Regions from separate parts of the Zea mays genome. Here region 1 is linked to region 2. The links are chromatin contacts, called in public Hi-C maps. All regions are on one chromosome and are shown on one strand. The core of a region is the stretch at or near the end of the contact, and the rest is flanking DNA. Distances in the headings are between cores, read along the strand shown. Region 1 holds the start of LOC103653942 (putative RNA recognition motif containing family protein). Region 2 holds the start of LOC100284764 (F-box domain containing protein).

Region 1 (4,881 bases), core at 1,122-3,621, 230 kb before region 2:
CAGACTCACGAGCTGCCACACCAAGTCTCATTTGGAGCATCTCCAACAAGATGACTTAAAATAGTGCATCAAAAATTAAAATATTACACCATTTAAAGTATTTAGGGCACTAAAACAAATTGCGCTCCAAACAATTAAGCTCTAAATCATGTATTTTAGAAAGTAGGGCACTGAAACAAATTGCGCTTCAACAGTTAAGCGCTAAATCATGTATTTTAGAAAGTATATTATATTTATAGGAAAGAAAATAATGAGAATGGTGTATAAAACAAGGATAGAGCACTAGTCTAGGTGTAGTACATTTGTGTCACTTCATGGTGTGCCCTATATTTTCGTGATAAATATTTGTAAAATAGGACATTATTGAAACTGTTTTTTATATGTTGAGCTCTATATTTTAAGACATGACACTGATTTGAAGATGCTCCTAGAGCACAAAATGTATATTTTCATTATATACAAAATAGAAAATATGTACCAAAAATCTAGGAACATATTTTAGACTATATCTAGCATTAGGTTGGGTCCATAAAAAATCAATAACTTAATGACGTAAAAATAAAAAAACAAAACACCGTATCATTAAGCTGGCTCGAGCTCGCTCAGGCTTGACTCGACTCGTTGTTTGAACGATCTATTTTTATCTTGGGCTCGTTTAGACTCGTGAGCTTTTTTTCGACCCTAACCGTATCTATTCGCGTGATCTATGAAGACGTGGATCCGTGACATCAACCCAAGACGTGGGTTGACCATACACTAGAGGAAATCGTTGCCTTATGAAGCATGGCGCAAACTATTGAACTGCAACCTAGTCAGAAGGGCAAAGTCACGTGGAAACTAACAGCAAATAGCAAGTACATGACATCATCGGCATACAAGGCCCAGTTGTTAGGAACATGCAATACCAAATCTAGATTCTATTGGAAGGCGTGAGCTCAATCGAAATGCAAGTTTTTCGCGTGGTTCATCATACGGAAGCGAGTGTGGACGACGGACAGGCTGGCAAGAAGATGATGACAACATAGTTCGATATGCCATTTGTGTCATAGATATCCGGAAACGGCACATCACCTGATGGCGGAGTGCACATACACGAGAAGAGTATGGGCTCAAATCGCAATTTATACAAAGCAGTAGGAACTGCACCCGATAACGCGACGGTTATGGACATCGACACCTTTAGAATGGTGGACATCCTACGTCCACAACGCACGATGTAAAAGCAATTTGATCTGTTGCCCTAATGGTATCCCGAGAAACTTAGAATGAAAGGAACGACCGAATACTTAGAAATAAGGAAACTTCAGTCATGAGCACAACAACGAAACTATGCCAGCAGATGAGCTCCTAGATTAGTTTCGGGAAGAGTTTAGATAGCTTATCTACACATGATTAGCTGTAACAGATTATTGTAAGACGTTGTTCGGTTACAAGGGAAAAATCCTATCATGGATTTAATCCGGGTTTGGATTGGGTGAATTCCATACATCACACTCAATTCCTATAGTGAGATTAAATCGATTATTTAATCCATTTATCTCTCAAAACTAGTTATTCTTTTGAACCATAGATTTTAATATAATCTTGTGCAATATCTTTATGGATTTGTTCTATACCTAATAAGCTACGGATAAAATCTATGCACTTTATAGTTTAAAAAATTTCTAAACCCTTGAGTTATAATCTATAATAGTTTTAATCGAATAAAAAAATTTAAGTAAATTTAAATTATTTTAGGGTATGAATTGTGACATGGATTTAATTCTAATCCATACTAATCTAAAGCTAGATTGTGGCCGGCTGCATGGATGTAACGAACCTCCTATTTCAATGAAATAGGCACACTCTCGTGCCTCTTTTCTTTAAAAAAATTAAGAAGACCACCAGCAACTTTTCAATAATTCAAGTGGCAGTTCATACACACTGAAAAACTTCTCTTTCAATTAGCTAGTTCCAGTATATCTGTTCTGCAGTCCGCATAGAGAAACAAGTCAGACATAGTATAGAGTAACAGCTTAGTAGAACAGACGACGCCCATTTAGCCATTGCCAACATGCAGCGGAGAGCGGACCTAATGAAAGGAATCTGAGGTACGAGATACCAATGATGATTCGAAACAGCTAGGCCTAGGCTCGCGAGACTCTTCGTTCCTCTGTCCTCTCACTGCCAGCGCCGCCTTCGCCATCCTTGCGCCGCTGTGCTCACCTCGTCGCACCGCCGACTGCGACGAGGGAGGGTTTCCAAGCCGTGGGTGGGGGTCCAATGCGGAAGGAAGATGGCCCCCTGGCCTCTGAGAAAATGGGCTTGGCTGATACCGGCCCATGACTAGGCTACGGCCTAGGAGCATCTGTTCCCTGACGTAGCCACGTCATAGCTCTCCAGAATTAGGCACCATCCTTCCTTGCTCCAACCAGCCCTAGGAAACCGGCAGCAAAATGCGCGCGAGGCGGTTCCATTTCTGCCACCCCATTTCGATCGCGTTCCCAGACACAGGGCGAGGCCGTGGGGATCGCGTCCGTGGAGGTGAGAGCGTAGATTTTGAAATCGCTGGCTCCCTGCGAAAATTCCCGATCCGTAGCAAAACTAATTCAGCGTGTTATTCTCTTTGTCTGTCTCGTGGTTAATGTCGCATTTTGGGGATTAGCTTGGTCGCAGATTGGTATGTGTAGCTGATCGATGCTCTAGGGGGATCCTGGCGCACTTGTCTGAATCTTGTTCATTTGTCTTGTTTGCCAATGCGTTGATTTTTCAACCTTGTACATTGGTAGATTCAGTCAGTTTATATTTCCTAAAAACTGTGTCATTTTAGAAATTCCTTGTGTATTCATCCCGCTTACTACTTTACTAGGCATGGTCGATCAAAGTGCCGATTAATTCTTGTCATCCAACATTTTTTTAAGGCGACCATGGCAGGCACAGGCACGGTAAAGGTCCACAACGTCTCACTTAAAGCATCAGAGCAAGATATTAGTGAGTTCTTCTCATTTTCTGGTGAGATTGTGCATGTAGAATTGAAAAGGTTAGTGCCAATATCATCTCCATGATATATTTCGGTAGCATAAGCGCATGCATGATTTGACCTGGAATGCTTTTGCAGTTGTGATGAGCGGTCACAATTTGCCTACATCACGTTCAGAGATAATCAAGGAGCAGAGAGGGCTATGCTTCTTACGGTATAGGTTTTTGCGTTGGTTTCTACTGTCTGCTACAAATTATTTATGACGATGATCATCTTCATACACTTTGCCAATGAAATAAGGGCCTGCAAATTTAGTATTATATCCACTGATTTTGTTGAATGAGAGATGGTTACTACTACTACTTCTCTTTTTCTAGATTTGAGAGTCCTGAACTTAATATGAATATGCAGTTTGCATACATGGTTTCTTCCATGAAACTGCCGTGTATGATGTGTTCTTGTTATTGGTCTTTAACTACTATATTTTCCATCTCATTTTATTTTCTTGTCTTTTACCTAACATTGTGTTAAAGGTAACCTTTCTACACTTATGAACTCTATTACGTAAATCCGTGCTTTAATGCAGGGAGCGACTATAGAAGATATGGCTGTCATCATCACACCAGCCACCGATTACAAGCTACCGGCGTTTGTTTTAGCTGATCTAGAGGTAGAACCATGTTACATTCAAATCCCCCATTAGCAAAATTTCTTTTAACAAGCTCAGACTCCTAATGCCACCAACTGCATTATCAGTCAAAAAACACTGGTGGCATGGAATCTGCTCTTCAGAAGGCTGAGGATATTGCAGTTTCTATGTTAGCCAAAGGGTTTGTTCTCGGCATGGACGCCGTTGAAAAAGCAAAGGCTTTCGATGAAAAGCATCAGCTCACATCAACTGCAACTGCCAAAGTCGCTTCCCTTGACAGGACAATGGGCTTAAGCCAGAAGTTCAGCACCGGGACCTTAGTGGTGAATGAGAAAATGAAGGAGATGGATGAGAAGTACCAGGTTGCAGAGAAGACCAAGTCAGCATTAGCTGCGGCCGAACAGACTGTCTCTACTGCTAGTTCTGCCATCATGAGTAACAGGTATATCCTTACAGGTGCAGCATGGGTAACTGATGCCTACAACAAGGTTGCAACCACTACAACTGATGCTAGCAAGTCGATAAAGGAAAGGATGATGGCTGAGCAGGAGGGAGCCAATCAGAGCGGTGAAACCGCAAAAGTTGATTTGCTTGAAATCTCTGAAGCGGATGAGCAAGAGTGGAAGCGCCATGAAGATGACTCTGCAAAGAACGCTGTTCAAGAAAGTCCTGAAATGACTTGTCAGGAGAGTGAGCATCAGGCGGGTGAACGTCAAATGACTAATGTAGCAGGTAACTCTAAAACGGGTATAGAGGAGCATAAAAATCACGAGGGTGAAATAGCAGTAGTAGCTCACATGCAAGAAAACATGGATACAGCTGAGAAGAATCCTAGCTGCCACGAGAGTGAAGTATCCAAGGCCAATGTTCATGATAGCGTTCTAATGACAGAGCAAAGTGAGCGAGAGCATAATCAATGCGAAGGTGAATTTGCAAACAGTCATGTCCCAGGAAGCCCTGTCACTATTCCGGTCACCGTGTCCACTATTGACGGGAACTCTAGCAACAGTCCCAAGAAGCCTGATTCTGCTGAGGGTTTTCTATGATATGTTATTGTAAATCTAGATTGGGGGTGATGATGATAGTTCATTTCAGCTCTTTCTATTGGATCTGTCATCCTTCTTGCATAAATAGTTTTGTTCAGCTCTTCAGCTAAATTTTTCACCCTTTAGTGTTGCTTTCGGGCAATAGTTTATTCAGCTCTTGCTGTTGATTTTGATATCCTTCAATGTCGTTTCTGAGCATAATAGAGGTTATAAAGTTGTAGTAGCAA
Region 2 (4,584 bases), core at 757-3,256:
TGCACCACCGGACAGTCCGGTGCACCCAGACTGAGCAGAGTCTTGGCTGCTTCAGCCAAGTCATTTTCCTTTTGTCTTTTCTCTGATTCTAGCACTTAGACAAATATGTTAGTACACAAAAACCAATGTACTAAGTCTAGAATCATACCTTTGTGTTGATTTGCACTTCATCCACCATTTGGCGCAGTTTAACACTTAAATCATTTTGTGTTGGCACTTAATCACCAAAATACTTAGAAATGGCCCAAGGGCACATTTCCCTTTCACAATATGCGGATGACACTATTTTAGTAATGGAGGCTTGTCCTAAACAGATTTTCTTCCTAAAGGCGATGCTTAATTCCTTTGTTGAATCAACTGGTCTCCATGTCAACTATCACAAATCCAATATATACCCCCATCAATGTTTCAGACCAGAAAATGGAAATTTTAGCAAACACGTTTCATTGCAAGATTGGTTCAATGTCGTTCACCTACTTAGGGCTTCCTTTGGGATTAAAAAAGCACAACCTGGGAGCTTTCCTTCTACTCATTCAGAAGATAGAGAAAAGACTTGCGACAACTTCTGTTTTTCTATCTTAGTCTGGCAGACTGCAAATGGTCAACGCGGTATTTTCCTCCCTACCAATGTATTACATGTGCATCCTCAAGCTCCCGAAATCAGTGATTAAGCATACTGATAAATTCAGAAGGCACTGTTTATGGAGAGGAGCAGATATAAATGCAAAGAAACCTCCCCATGTAGCATGGAAAACAGTTTGTAAACCAAAAGCTCAGGGGGGCTTGGAGTTATAAATCTAGAATTGCAAAACAAAGCCCTCCTAATGAAAAACCACCACAAATTTTATAACAGAGTTGATACTCCGTGGATCAACATAATCTGGGCCAACCACTACAGCAGCACACTACCTTCAGCGAAATTAGTAGGCTCATTCTGGTGGAGGGACATTCTAAAAATTCAAGAATCTTACAAAGAATTAGCTCGGGTGGAGATAGGGGACGGAAAAACAACTCTATTGTGGCATGACAATTGGGACGACATGTGCAAATCTGCAAGCTAATAAGCTATGCAGAACTTTGGTCTTTTGCTTCCAACAAAGACATCACTATACACTAGGCAAGAACGACAGCCTCACATGAGATGTTTCACACTCCTCTGTCTGTTGAAGCATTCGAGCAGTTTCATGCCCTACAAGACTCGTTGGCAAATCTTCCTCAACATGACCAAGGAGACAAATGGTACTGCAATGGTTCCTCTAGCCTGTTTTCTTCACATAAGGCCTATGTTTATATGACTGGTAATGAGTGGACTCGCCCCATCTTTTTCTGGTTATGGAAAACAAAATGTCAACCTAAACACAAGGTTTTCTTTTGGTTACTGCTTAAGACAGATTAAATACTCGTTCATTCCTCAGACATCGATCTATGCAACTGGACTCTTACACTTGCGGCAACTGTATTCTACAACTCAAAGAGACGGTACTCCAATTATTTTTTAGATGCAACTATGCTAGAAGATATTGGCTTTTAATACGCATCACATCGCCAAGAACAGTGGACCTAATCAATACTCTATTGAGGATTAGAATGAGATGGAAAGTACCATGGAGAATGGAAATTATCATTATCATGTTCTGGTGCATTTAAAAAAGCAGGAACAACTGGATATTCAACGAGATCCCGGTCACTGTAGATGCGTGTCGGGAAATGTTCAAAAGAGAAATGAGTCTTGCTTGCCACCGAGTTAAGCCAGAGATAGGTGATAAAATTAGAAGTTGGATTCAAAACTCTGTACCTAGTGGTTCTGTCCTACCCTGTGAATTGTTCATACTTTGCGATGAAGTAATAAAAATAATGTAGTTACTCTACAGTAACTTATCATAAAAAAAAGGTATCGCGTTGCTTGCGGCGCCGCATACCGCGGGCCCGTCGATTCGCTTCGTCTCCGCTGCTTTGCACTTGCGCTGTACTCCTACTTAAACTTCCAATTCCAGTCCTTTAAAAAAACTTCCAATTCCAGTCCTTTAAAAAAACTTCCAATTTCAGTTTCGGAGGAGTTGGTTCTTGGATCGAGGCGCCGGGAGCCATGCGCACCAAACACCTCATCCCTAACAACGCCGCCGGACTCACCTACGCGGCGCGCGACTACTCCGCCGGCGAGGATCACGGCGGGGGCGACGGAGTCGGCGGCGACCCGTTTGAGGGTTTTCCCGACGCGGTGCTGGGGCTGATCGTGTCCAAGCTGCCGTTACGGTCCGCTGTCGCGGCCTCGGCTATCTCGCGCCGGTGGCGCGGCGCTGTCGCCGCTGCGCCCGCGCTGGACCTCGACTTCGCCGCGGCGTTCCCCGCCGCGCCGCGCCGCAGGGCGGCGTTCGCGGCCGCCGTCACTGCCGCGCTTGGGTCCTCCGCTCCGCCGCATCGACACCCGCTCCGTCGCCTCCGCCTCGCGCTCGAGGGTTTCTTTGACCAGGCGTTTGCTGCCTCCGCCGCCGACCACCTCGCCTCGTGGCTCACCGCGGCGGCGGCACGCGGCGTCGAGCGGTTAGAGCTCCACCTCCCGCGCTCCCGCCTCGCCGTTCTTCCGCCCTCCCTCCTGGCCTGCACCAGCCTCACGTCCCTGACACTTCGGCTCGACCGCTACGCACTTCCGCTCCCTTCTTTCACCACATTCACCCGCCTATCCCGCCTCCACATCGCTTGTGTCTCGCTCAATGCGGAGGATGACTTCTTCGGGGACCTCTTCTTGCACTGCAAAGAGGTCCGCTACCTGATTCTTGAAAAATGCCGCGTCGGTGCTCTTCGCCTTACCGGTCCGTCGCGGCTTTGCTCGCTCGCCATCACGGACTGTTCTTGGACGGAGGAGTCGGCTCTTGCTGTTTTTGAGATGCCGGAGCTGCGGATACTCCACTACTCCGGCGCAATAGCAGCTAGGCACATTATTGATGGGGAAGTTTCTTTGGAGGACGTCCTCCTTAACATCGAGAAGCCATTGGTCAAGCCTCGGGAGGCTGCTCTCAGAGAGCTTCTTACTTTGGTTGGCAATGCACGAAGACTTGCTCTTTCACCCTGGTGCATCGAGGTATACCGCATATCTCAACTTCTCTTTGATAGGTAATGTATTTACTATTTAGTGATTGATGAATCTAATTACCAAACCGTGAAAAAAAAAACTCGGAAGCAATTTGCACGTCCAGAGGAATGGTCGAAGTTGCAGTTAGACAAGGTAAGGTGGTTGACATGTATAGTTGAGAGGAGGGAAGAAGGTGCATTATCCATTGTGCCACTGCTATCAAACTGCAGAAATGTGGAAGAGCTCTGCGTGTCTGTTGTGGTGAGATAAGCTTCCTTTTTGTTTTATTAGTTCAGTGCTCTAGTATTTCTTTCAGATTGTCGTGGCAATGACCAACGATGTTCGTTGCTGCAGCCATCGCAGGGCAAATGGAGGCGGAATAGTGGCGATGGAGGAAGTCATGGTGTGCTTGGTGGTAAGAGGGTATCGGTGAAACATCTAAAGGTCGTTAGGATGAAGTACATTGATGAAAGCAGAAGTGGATTTAAACTGGTAAAGGTCCTGCTCAAGAACGCCTCTGCACTGGAGACCATGACAATTGTTCCTTCCATGGATGGCCTTGAGCAGGCCAAGTTTAGGCGTAGGGTGTTGAAGCTGAGGAAGTCCTCTCAAAATGCTAGCGTCCAGTTTTGCACAGCTGGATGATATGATGTGTATGAGTAGAGTAGGTCCATTAGCAAAAGCTCAATGTTGCAGCCCAGGAAGAAAGGCCTGTCCATGAAGGTCTTCCTTTTTCGTCGGGTTACTTTTAGCCTGTGTATGTAGCTGCTAACTGTTGATGAATTCCTTACAGAATTAATGGAACCATTGTCAGTATTCATTTAGTTTAAGCCATCAATTTTCAGTTCTTTGATGAAGTTTCTTTAAACTTAACAGAAATTCTATATTTGTTGAATGTTTACATTTTAAGTATTTTGTACGATGTCAACCAGCAAAAATCTTCTCTGACAATCATGAAAATAGGTTGACCATTTCTCTGGAAGCGAAACAAACGGGCCCATGTATACTTTATGGCCCATTTATGCCTATAAATGGGCTTGCTTTATGCTATGTATATTGTATAGACAACCTATAGTCTCGTTGTGAACTAATTGGCGCAGAAGCAGGCAATGTAAGCCACCTACAACCATCATACTGATCTATATCTAAGAGGATGTAAAGGATGTTGTTTGGCTCAAACTCTAATTTGACTAGTCCTAATTGATCATGGCATGTACGCTTTATAAGAAATTTTGCTCCTTAACATGAGCTAGTTTCCGAGGAGGCTAGAACTGCATCATAGGGCATTCTGAAGTCAATTTAGCTCATCGTTTTGGGATTTACACCATGGTTGTTTTTTCATCCGTAACGCAAAACGAATTCTCCTAGAATGGTTTCAGTAGTCTGCCAGAGTGTTTGGGTATTTTGATGTCTCCCTTTTTTTGGATGAATAGAATTTAAAGAAATTTTTCATGACTAGCCATTTGAGAATCACCTATATCCTTTTTTTTTATTTACATCTCCAGCTTATCTTA

Evidence for each region. Hi-C and Micro-C count contacts between places; a contact is called where the count stands out from the background.
Region 1: a contact with region 2 is called in a Hi-C map of ear, with 2.6 times the contacts expected there. The contact joins the promoter of LOC103653942 here to the promoter of LOC100284764 in region 2. A contact is called at or near these places in 4 of 25 Hi-C or Micro-C datasets (bundle sheath, ear, leaf and 1 more).

What each region holds. Positions count from the first base shown.
Region 1 is chr4:163,111,686-163,116,566 of Zm-B73-REFERENCE-NAM-5.0, reverse strand. It overlaps LOC103653942 (putative RNA recognition motif containing family protein), which reads left to right and starts at 2,371. Exons shown (of 5, transcript XM_008680754.4): 1 at 2,371-2,523; 2 at 2,901-3,019; 3 at 3,098-3,173; 4 at 3,546-3,629; 5 at 3,716-4,881. The coding sequence starts at 2,907. The coding sequence ends at 4,654.
Region 2 is chr4:162,882,716-162,887,299 of Zm-B73-REFERENCE-NAM-5.0, reverse strand. LOC100284764 (F-box domain containing protein) reads left to right here and starts at 2,006. Exons shown (of 3, transcript NM_001157659.2): 1 at 2,006-3,079; 2 at 3,179-3,331; 3 at 3,425-3,889. The coding sequence starts at 2,087. The coding sequence ends at 3,715.